Regions from separate parts of the Gossypium hirsutum genome. Here region 2 is linked to region 1. The links are chromatin contacts, called in public Hi-C maps. All regions are on one chromosome and are shown on one strand. Each heading gives the region's core, a stretch centred on a gene start, on an enhancer-like site or on the middle of the called end of the contact. The rest is flanking DNA. Distances are from core to core; before and after follow the strand shown. Region 1 holds the start of LOC107948222 (histone-lysine N-methyltransferase ATXR7). Region 2 holds the start of LOC107910619 (phosphatidylinositol-3-phosphatase SAC1).

The links. A called contact is a pair of places that touch in the nucleus more often than the background predicts.
Region 2: a Hi-C map of leaf shows a contact between it and region 1, with 2.7 times the contacts expected there. The contact joins the promoter of LOC107910619 here to the promoter of LOC107948222 in region 1. A contact is called at or near these places in 14 of 34 Hi-C or Micro-C datasets (anther, callus, fibers and 4 more).

The regions. Positions count from the first base shown.
Region 1 is chrD02:24,803,494-24,808,560 of Gossypium_hirsutum_v2.1, reverse strand. It overlaps LOC107948222 (histone-lysine N-methyltransferase ATXR7), which reads left to right and starts at 1,976. Exons shown (of 20, transcript XM_041088689.1): 1 at 1,976-2,395; 2 at 2,591-2,705; 3 at 2,784-3,243; 4 at 3,324-3,440; 5 at 3,626-3,922; 6 at 4,008-4,352; 7 at 4,432-4,806; 8 at 4,974-5,067. The coding sequence starts at 2,392.
Region 2 is chrD02:25,013,337-25,018,286 of Gossypium_hirsutum_v2.1, reverse strand. It overlaps LOC107910619 (phosphatidylinositol-3-phosphatase SAC1), which reads right to left and starts at 2,116. Exons shown (of 15, transcript XM_016838526.2): 1 at 1,871-2,116; 2 at 1,147-1,351; 3 at 888-1,053. The coding sequence starts at 1,999.

The DNA.
Region 1 (5,067 bases), core at 727-3,226:
AGTGCTTCTTGATTTTGTTCTCTAATGAGTACCCCTGAATATGAATTGACGGATTACAGTTTTTTAAACTTTAAGTGTACTACATGCGTGTCCATCGATATTTCAAATAAATTTAACGGGTAAAGTTCCGATATGGGCTAAACTAAACTTGAGACGATTTGTTATGAAATGTACATGTTATATAGAAATATGATAAGAAAAGTATATGGATATGAAAGTTATTATATGATGAGCTCATCCATATTTCTTGACAATTGTGTGAATTACAATGACTAACATGTTTGATAAAGTTGGGTGTTTAGGCTATCAGCCAAATTTCTTGGATGCATTTTGTATGTTTACTTTAGTGAAAATGAATGGTAAGTTAAATTTCCAGTTATACGAACTTACTAAGTATTAAATGCTTACTCGGTTTTTCTTTTCTTTGTTTTATAGTACTCGGAAGCTCATGGAGGTTAGAACTTGGTCGGAGACACATCACACTATCCCTTGGACTTCTTGGTATATAAAGTAAGCTAACTTTTGGTATAATGGCATGTATAAGCTAAGTTAGGCATAATGATGAAATATTTTGGTTGTAACTAGCCATTGGAATGGCTAGTGTAAGACATATTTTGATGAAATTATATAAAGCTTTATCAAGTTTGATGTGTGATAAAATGGTGAGATGATGGGGAGCATACAAACCTATTGATGAATGGTTTTGAATTAGCATAATTGATAAAGTATGCTTATAAGCATAAATGTGTTTTTGGTAAGTTTAAACACTTGCACATAATATGTCATGTATAAAACTTGGTATTGACATTAATTTGAGGGTTATGAATTGGCTTGTGAATTGTTTAGATGATGCTGTAGGTGAAAGGCAAATTGGGTGAGAAAAGTGGCCTGAAAATGACCTATTTTTTGTCCACACGGGCAGAGACATGGACGAGTGTCTCAGTCGTGTGTGACACATGACCATGCGCACGGACGTGTGGTTTAGCCGTGTGTCCCCTGCATTTAATTTTTGAAAATTAATTGTCCACACGGCCTAGCACACGGGTGTGTGGTTGGCTGTGTCACCCAAATTAAAGAGTTACACGGGTATCGACATGGGCTGGGACATGGTCGTGTGTCTCACATCGAATGCACACACGGCCTAGGACATGGGCGTGTCACTTGGCCGTGTGAGCCACACGGCCTGGCCACACGGGCGTGTGTCCCCTGCACCTAAGAAAAATTTTAAAATTTCACGAAAAATTTTATGAGTTCCCGGTTTAGTCCCAACTTGATTTTAACGCACATTTTGGGCCTCGAGGGCCCATTCAAGGGACGATATGATTGAAAATGTTTGGTTTTGGGTATGAATAGTAAGTAACATTAATTTACTGTAATTATTCCATAAACTCCGGTAATGCTCTGTAACCCTGTTTCGGCGACGGATATGAGTTAGAGTGTTACACAAGAGCTCTACTCTAATGATAACAAAAACTTATCAGCCTTACTCGAAAAGGGCTATAATTGAGTAGAACTAGGGCTAGCTCTACCTTTATGAGGGCTACAGCCTGATGGGTAACACTTGGCAACTATTCCCACTTTGGCAATATTAAAGGATTCTCCCTTCATACATTGATGGACTTCAATGGTTCCCTACCATTCATTAAATTTCCCTATAACTCCTCACATACTCCTTTTAACTATAAATAAACCAGAACGTTGAAGGGAAATTCACAACTTCACAAATATTTCGCTTGATCAGTACTTCCATATTTATTTTAAATTTTATTTTTGAGATTTGTAACTATTTCTTTTAATAATTTCAACTCCATAATTGCGTGGATTATTGACTTTTGATGTAATCGTATTGCTTCAAAGTTCATATATCCATTCATCGGCCAAAAGCGAGCCCAATAAATGAGAGGGAGAGGCCTGAAATAAACCCAAGAATAAAAGACGAAGAAAAATGGCTTGAAATTAAAATAGGGAAATAGCAGCCGGCATCTCACACGATTGCGAATGCCACTGCCATATATGAAGAACAATAAATACAAAAAAGCTCAAGGAGCGGAGCGAGTCAGAAGTGAGACTCACTTATGAGAGAGAGAGAGAGAGAGAGAGAGAGAGAGAGAGAGGGAGGTAGAGGGAGGTAGAGGGAGGGAGGGAGAGAGGTGAACTTAATTTTGCTTTCGTCTACTTTGTAATTTTGTAAACCCCAGAAAAGAAAGAAAAAAGAAACTACAATAGGAAGAGGCCAAATTAGTCGTGAATACAAGAGCCGGTGGTTTCCCCTAATTGGGAAAATTTCTTTCTATCGAAATCCGTACTACTCTATTGGATTTGGAACCAACTACCGGCAGAGTTTTGCAGATTACCGTGAGGATTGGATTGCATTGCATTGGATTGGATTGGATGGGTATGCAATAGAGTTTCAACTGTGTATGTATGTGTACGGATAATAGATTACTATGATATATGCCTTTTTCTTTCATCTTGGAAATTTGGGCGCTACTATTCGCAGATGCAACATAATTAGATCAGTTTTCTTTTTTTATTAGGTAATAATACATTTATGAGAATTGAGGTTAGTTAGATTTGAATTTTGATTCAGGTCTGCCCATGGTTTCCTCAACATCCCCTATTGACGAATATGATCACCCTAATTTTTCCAGAAAGCGCCTTAAAGTTTCGGATCTCTCTGCTGATTTTGCATCTTCAAATCGCGGGTATAATTATTAATATACGGTTTTTTGGTTGATGACGCTCTTATTTACATTTTTTTAATCGTATTCATGATTTGACAGTGACGAACAATCTGCAACGGAGATGAGTTGCCAGTCTAATGGAAATAGCAGTGGTATTTCTCAATCTTGTAACGGCGGTGGATCTTCATGCGACAAGAGTTACTCTAGCTATGCGCCATCATCTTCTTCGTATGTGAGTGGATGGATGTATGTCAATGAACACGGCCAGATGTGTGGTCCTTATATCCAGCAGCAGTTATACGAAGGCTTGTCTACTGGTTTCCTGCCGGATGAGCTCCCTGTTTATCCTGTAGTCAATGGGGCTTTGATCAATCCTGTTCCCCTAAAGTACTTTAGGCAGTTCCCTGATCATGTTGCTACTGGGTTTATATATCTCACTTCACCCACAGCTTCCAATTATTTAAAATCTTCATTTACAAATGTCCAACACACTCCTTCCCCTTCGCCTTCTCAATTCAACTGCAATGTAAGTTCCGAAGCATTTAGCTTTGTATTGCAGGTATTATTGTCCCCCCCCCCTCTGGTTTCCCCTTTTTCTCCTAAGGTGCCTTTGGATGATTTTCACCTTTTTTGTTCCAGTCAGGTGAAGATGAATGTTGGTTGTTTGAAGATGATGAGAGTAGGAAACATGGGCCCCATTCTCTTTTACAATTGTATTCCTGGCATCGCTGTGGGTATCTTGCAGATTCCATTATGGTAAGCCGTAAGCCTTGAAATTCTCAAGTCATGATTCATCACTGCAGGAACTGTTCATTTGTATCAACTGTAGGGTCCTATGAACTCTTTCGAAACTTGTGTAGGTATTGTGGCTGGCATGATGTATCTAAGCTTTACTGAGTCTTGCTTCTTATATCCTTTTCTTTTAATTTATTGTCTTGCAGATTTATCATGCTGATGACAGGTTTCGCCCCACCCAATTGCTGTCTGTTTTAAATGCTTGGAAAGGTGGTCAGTGTGTTGCTGAAAATGAACAGGAGTTATCAGTGAACTTCATATCGGCAATTTCTGAAGAAGTTTCTTCTGATCTGCATTCTCGAATTATGAAAGCAGCTCGTAGGGTTATGCTAGATGAAATAATCAGCACTATGATCTCAGAGTTTGTTGCTGCAAAAAAATCTCAGAGACCTCTAATGGTTGAATCATACAACCAGGATGCTAAAAGTTCTGATGGGAAACTGGTAATGTATGCAATCACTCAAAAAAAAAAGAAAGAAAAAACTTATGTTTATTTTTCTTAAAATCTGAAGCTCCTTTGCCATACAGATTAAAAATACCATGGAAAGAAGTATACATTGTACTTCCAAGTTTGGCACAGCGACCTCCGATGGTGTATCTAATTTTTCCATCCAAGAATCTACACATTTTGATGCAAGTCTAAAATCTGTTGGAAGCCTTGAAAACTTTTGGGGTTCTTATACAGTTGTTTGTAAGATGCTTTTTGAGTATTGCATGCAAGTTACGTGGAATGCTGTCTTTTATGATAGTATGGTTGAATATTTGTCTTCGTGGAGAAAAGGAAAACTTTGGTATGGTCAGCCTAATGTTCTGGCATCTGCTAGTGGCTCCATTGGTCATGGCAAGGAGACTGAAAATATAAAAGCTACAACTGTAAGTAAAGTCTATGTTAAACTCTATGTGTGTAAACAGTATGTAATGACCTTGAATCTAATGTTTTATGGTTTTATAGCTCTTCTCTAGGATGGAATTGATGGCTTATGATATTGAGAGTCCACCTGGTTATGAACTAGCAACAGTTTCTGTAGGTAACCAGGCAGAAGAGACATATATATCTCAATCTGCGGTGCAGGAAATTTTATCCAAACAGAACAGTCCATTGCACCATAGTGGCCTTTATGGTGGAATACAATGTATTCTGGAAGGTGTTGAAAATGAGCTCCATTCTTCTGTGATGGTGTTTATGGCCGATTATCTTGACGGTCTTGTTAAAAGTGAAGCCAAAATAGTGATTGATCTGGAAAATGATCAAAAATTGAATGAAACTCCTGATGAAGAGGCAGCAGAGAAATCAGTCTGTTTGTCAGTAGATGATGAATTGAAAGAGGTACTAAAAGTATATCCTGTTAGTTCTTCATTTTATTTCAATATACTTTAAACGCTGTTCTAGCGAGACTAGGTTAGCTCTTTCCCATTATAGCTCAATATGTGCTTATGCATAGCACATGAGGATCATATCTTTCTTAAATTTAAACAATTATTTTTCTTTTACAGCTGCAAGACACAGTTGGATCTTCCAATCAGTGCCATCTTGCTTCGGAGGTTGATAATTCAGATGATTCTGAAGAGAAAAAAAATGTTTCGAACA
Region 2 (4,950 bases), core at 867-3,366, 210 kb before region 1:
CTGGTTCTCTGTTCAAATTAAAGTAGATAAGCAGAGACCAAATATAGAAAGGGGAGATAGTGCATTTCCATATTTCTGCTGCCTCACTGCTTACAAGTTACAACATAATATATCTACAAGATGATTTAGTTTTCACATTCTTTTTCTGATGTAGTTACGGAGAGAAACCATATATTAAAATGATGACTATCATTTCTGATATAGATATAAGGATAAATTTGCACGATAGCAGTTATATAATTACTTTAAAGAAAGCAAGATCTTATCAAAAGGAATAAATCTCCAAACAGGACTCCACACGCATAGCACTAAATATGGTTTAACATCGGAATATCACTAATCTTTAAAACTGGGAGCATATGTTCATTTAACAAATATCTGTAACCTCTGAGTTCTTATAAAGCAAATAAAGCAAATCCTGAGGGCTGATTCAAGAAGATCAACATAACTGATCTCCATTCAAATTAATTATATTAGCAGTAACCAAAAATAGTGAGAGCAGATAGAGGATTTCCCTGTTCTACTCTCAGCACTTCTCCATTGATCCACTTAGGGTAACAAAAATAATTCATTATCTCCATAAAGTAATCATTACGAAACCAAGAAACTATAAATGCTACCTAGCAACCCACTAATAGTAAAAAAACCATTTCTAATGGTACGTTTCAGTGTCAATACATAGATTAGTTTTCCAATTGCATCCATATTCCACAAAAATATTTCTAAGAATGCAAGAGAGATAAATGAATAAATTGGATGCAGGTAATGTCAAAAAGATATAGAAATTCTAGTTTCAAACTGAATTAAAAAAAAAGGAATAAATAAGATCCAGAAATTTTCACCAAACCCTAAAACTAACTATGAAGCTTACAAAGTAAAGGAGATACCTCAGCTCAGTTTTAGAATGCGCTATGTCGGATTGAACAGAAACATGAGGAACTGTGATCAACTGACTCTCATCTATGCTATATATTGCATGACCACATATACTACCAATTTGCTGTCGCTTTGTAACCAGAATCAAGTAGTATGATTCCAAAAACTTGATGCAACCTAAAAAGATCCAGACACATTGTACTGAGTTTAATAGAAGCAATTCCTTCAATACCTCAAAAACAAAACAAGAGAGAGTAAATTGTCACTAACCCACAATCCCGAAAACTTTTGCCACAAAGTTTAAGCCCCCAGTGGCACGATTTCCTTCAGCAATCCGCTGAAGCAAGTTTTTGATCTCTTGTGGTGAATAAAGCACTGGGTCTTCACTGATATTAAGATCAGATGGTTCAGATCTATCAATTTTCAAGACCCGAAAGAATTTCTTGTTCCTATCACTCCCAATTAAATAATACCTCTGTTTAAAGAAACCAGAAAAAAATACTCTTTTGAGGAAAAAAAAAACCCAATCCTGAACAAAACAAGATTAAAATCATACATAAAAGTAATCTAATTACCCAGATTGCAATTTTCAGAGCGACCAAACAGCAGCCTCAAGATTCCTTGGTAATCAATTTCCATTTAATACAGCCAATATAATAATTTTAGTCGCTTCAGATTTAAGAGAAATTCTTTACTTCTTTCACTTTTTTTATTTTTTAGTATTGTGATTTTAGTTTCTTCTGCTCGAAATTTCTCCTTTTTTCTCCCGCAGTAAGCAGAAAACTTGAGAATCGAATACCAAACCCTAATTTCCACTTTTTTCCATCTTTTTATCTTAAAAGGATACCAATTCAAGAACAATTACACGGCAATTAACCTTATGCAAAAATGAACAATAAATAATAATTTAAAGCATTCTCTTCCTTGTTGCTAAAATTAAGAGAACTGTATGATTTTGCCATGAGAACAAAAACAGAAAAGAAAGGACTGTTACCGCTCGGGTTTCGTAAAGCCGGAACTTCTCAAGAGAATAGGAATTGGGATCGCCCTCCGGATCAATGGAAGGATGGATCTTAGCGTATGGAAGAGACAAATTGGTTTTCAAATTCTCCAATTTTGCCATTTTGGTGGTAAAATTTTGGGACTCAATTCAATCTATGCGTTGTGTCTTGGACATCTGGTTTTGGTTTTCTAGTTAGTTTTCTTTGACGATTAAAACAATTTGGATTTCTGGGACTCTTTAACTGAGTTGGCTTTGGCTATATAGTCTTTGCCTATTCGATTCCTAGCCCACTGGTTGGCTTCGGCCACGTGGTGCCATTGAAGTAACTTACAAATTAGGGTAAATTATACAGAAATTTACTCAGCTATTATTAAATTTTCTTTTACTCAATTTTAAAAAGTTATAAAATAATTATTCAACTATTTAATTTTATCATTTTTTAGTTACCCACGGTTAAATAGTTAATAGAAATATAATTTGGCATCTTTTATTTGTATGCATATAATAGCTTCTTCTTCTTTGATCTACGATGCATATATTAATTGTATTCATTAATTAAATTATATTTAATTATTTTTTATAATTTTTCATAAATTTTTGTAACGTATCAATGAAACTAAAGCATAATAATATATAAGTTTAATTTTAAAAATATGATAATTGATATTAGACTAAATTTAAATAAAAAATATTTTTAAAATATAAATATTATAATAGTAGATTGGGTGTTTGAATACACAAAGAAAATCAAAAAGACGGAAAAAGAGTACTTATTTTATATCAAAAGCTCTAATAATCCCAATAGGAAATGGCCAGTTCTTCATTGTTTTTGAAAAGTGCAGTGAAAAAGTATTTTTGAAAAGTTTGGTTTAAAATTTGAGTGTTTAGCATTGCTGTCAAAAAATACTTTTGAGAAATAAAATGTTCATTTTAGATATGTTATTATCAAGTAACAAATATGCATTTAAATAATATTTAAATTAGTTAATATTATTATAGTTTAGTAAGAATATAAAAAATTATTATAACTTGTTGTTAATATTTTAATATATGAAATATAAATTTTAAATATTTTTAAGCAATAAATATTAATTATTTATAAAATTTAATTAGAATATATAAATTATATTTTAAATATTTAAATATAACCATTAAATATTTGTAATTAGTATTTTAAAAAATATTTTTTATTTTTAATTAATGATTTAACACATTTGTAATTAAGCACCAAGAAAAAAAAAGGAAAGTACTATGTTATTGGAGGGATGAAAAAGTAATTAAACACCAAAAATGCTTTGGGAGAGGAAAAGCTAAAATTTTTAGCTTCTCCTTTTCAGAAGTGCTTTTGAAAAGCACTTCTAAAAAGCTAAAAATTTCAGCCAAAAGCAGCTTGTTCTGCACAGCTTTTCTTCCAAAAGTGCTTTTGGAGTTAGAAGTGTTTTTTTTAAGCAATGAAGAACCGGCCCTAAGCCTCACATTTATACAAGAGAGTAGCTAATGAACCAATCAAGAAAGTCAGTCTAACAATCATCCTAACTGATTCTTAGCCGATACATTAACTGAAATTGAAACAGACTACATTGAACTAACTGACTTAACTAATTGCAACTACTAACAGAATTACCTAACTTACCTAACTAGCAACTATAACACCAGCAACACACTACTTCATACCTTAATATTCACCCATCTACTAGTCCTCCTAGTGACTTCTTATTGTTGTTGTTGTTGTTGTTGTTGTTGTTGTTGCTGCTGCTGCTGCTGCTGCTGCTGTTGTTGTTGCTATTGTTGTTGTTCATACTTGCTAACAACACCAAGGTTGAACCTAAACTTGTTGAAAAAAGGTGCTGATAGAGGTTTGGTAAACTCATCTCCAATCTGATCCTGTTTTAGAACATGACCAACCATCAATTTGCTTGTTGTCACTTTCTCTTTAACAAAGAACAAGTCTAGTTCTACACATTTGAACTTGGAATGCATTATTAGATTGGCTAAAACAACTAATGCATTTGAATTATCACACCCACAACAGTTTGGCCTTCAATTCTTACCTTTAACTCAACCAACAATGATTTTAACCAGATACTCTCAGCAGTGGAACGAAAGACCACATGTTGCTTCTTTGAACCCCATAACACAGGATTGCCTCCTAGAAAAACACAAAATCCTATTGTGGAACACATGTCATCCAAACCAGTTCCCCAATTGGCATCAGAATATCTAACTAGAGATAATCGAGAGGCAGCCTTGAAAGAGATACCATAATCCAAAGTTCCTTGTAGATGTTTTAGGATCCTTTCGATTACTTTAAAATGTTCATCAAGTGGCTTATGCATGAACTAATATACCTTGTTAACAACAAAACAATTTCTGGTCGAGTAATAACAATGTATCGTAAGGTACCTACAGTGCTCATGTACTCGGAATCATTGCCAAATGGGCTACCCCTATGAGTTGATAAAATGCAAGAACTGACCATGAGAGTGGTAGAGCTATTCGAGTGATCCGTTTTGCATCTTTTCAACAAGTCTAAATTGTATTTCTTTTTATTTAAAAATAAACCACCAGAAGTGTAAGACACATCCATGTCTAGGAAAAATGTATCTTCTTCAAGTCCTTAAGTGAAAACTTTAAGTCCAAAGGCTTGACAAATTGATCCACATAAGCTGGTTGACTCCCTGTGGAAATAATGTTATTAACATATACTAAAACATAAAGAACCACACCTCTGGAAATTTTGATGAACAAAGAAGCATTAGCCTTAGACAATACAAAACTAGTGGCAACCAAATGCTCCCTAAGCTTGTGAAACCAAGCTCGAGGAGCCTATTTGAGGCTATAGAGGGTCTTTTTCAATTTACACACAAGTGGATGATCACCTGCATGTGTCTCAAAACCAAGTGGTTGGACCATATAAATTTCTTTTGTAAGGTTACCATTAAAGAAGGCATTGTTGATGTTAACTTGCCTTAGTTGCTAGCCATATGTCACAACTAGAGTTAGAATAACTCAGATAGTAGCTGGTTTGACCAGAGGACTAAAAGTTTCTTGAAAATCAATACCAGCTTATT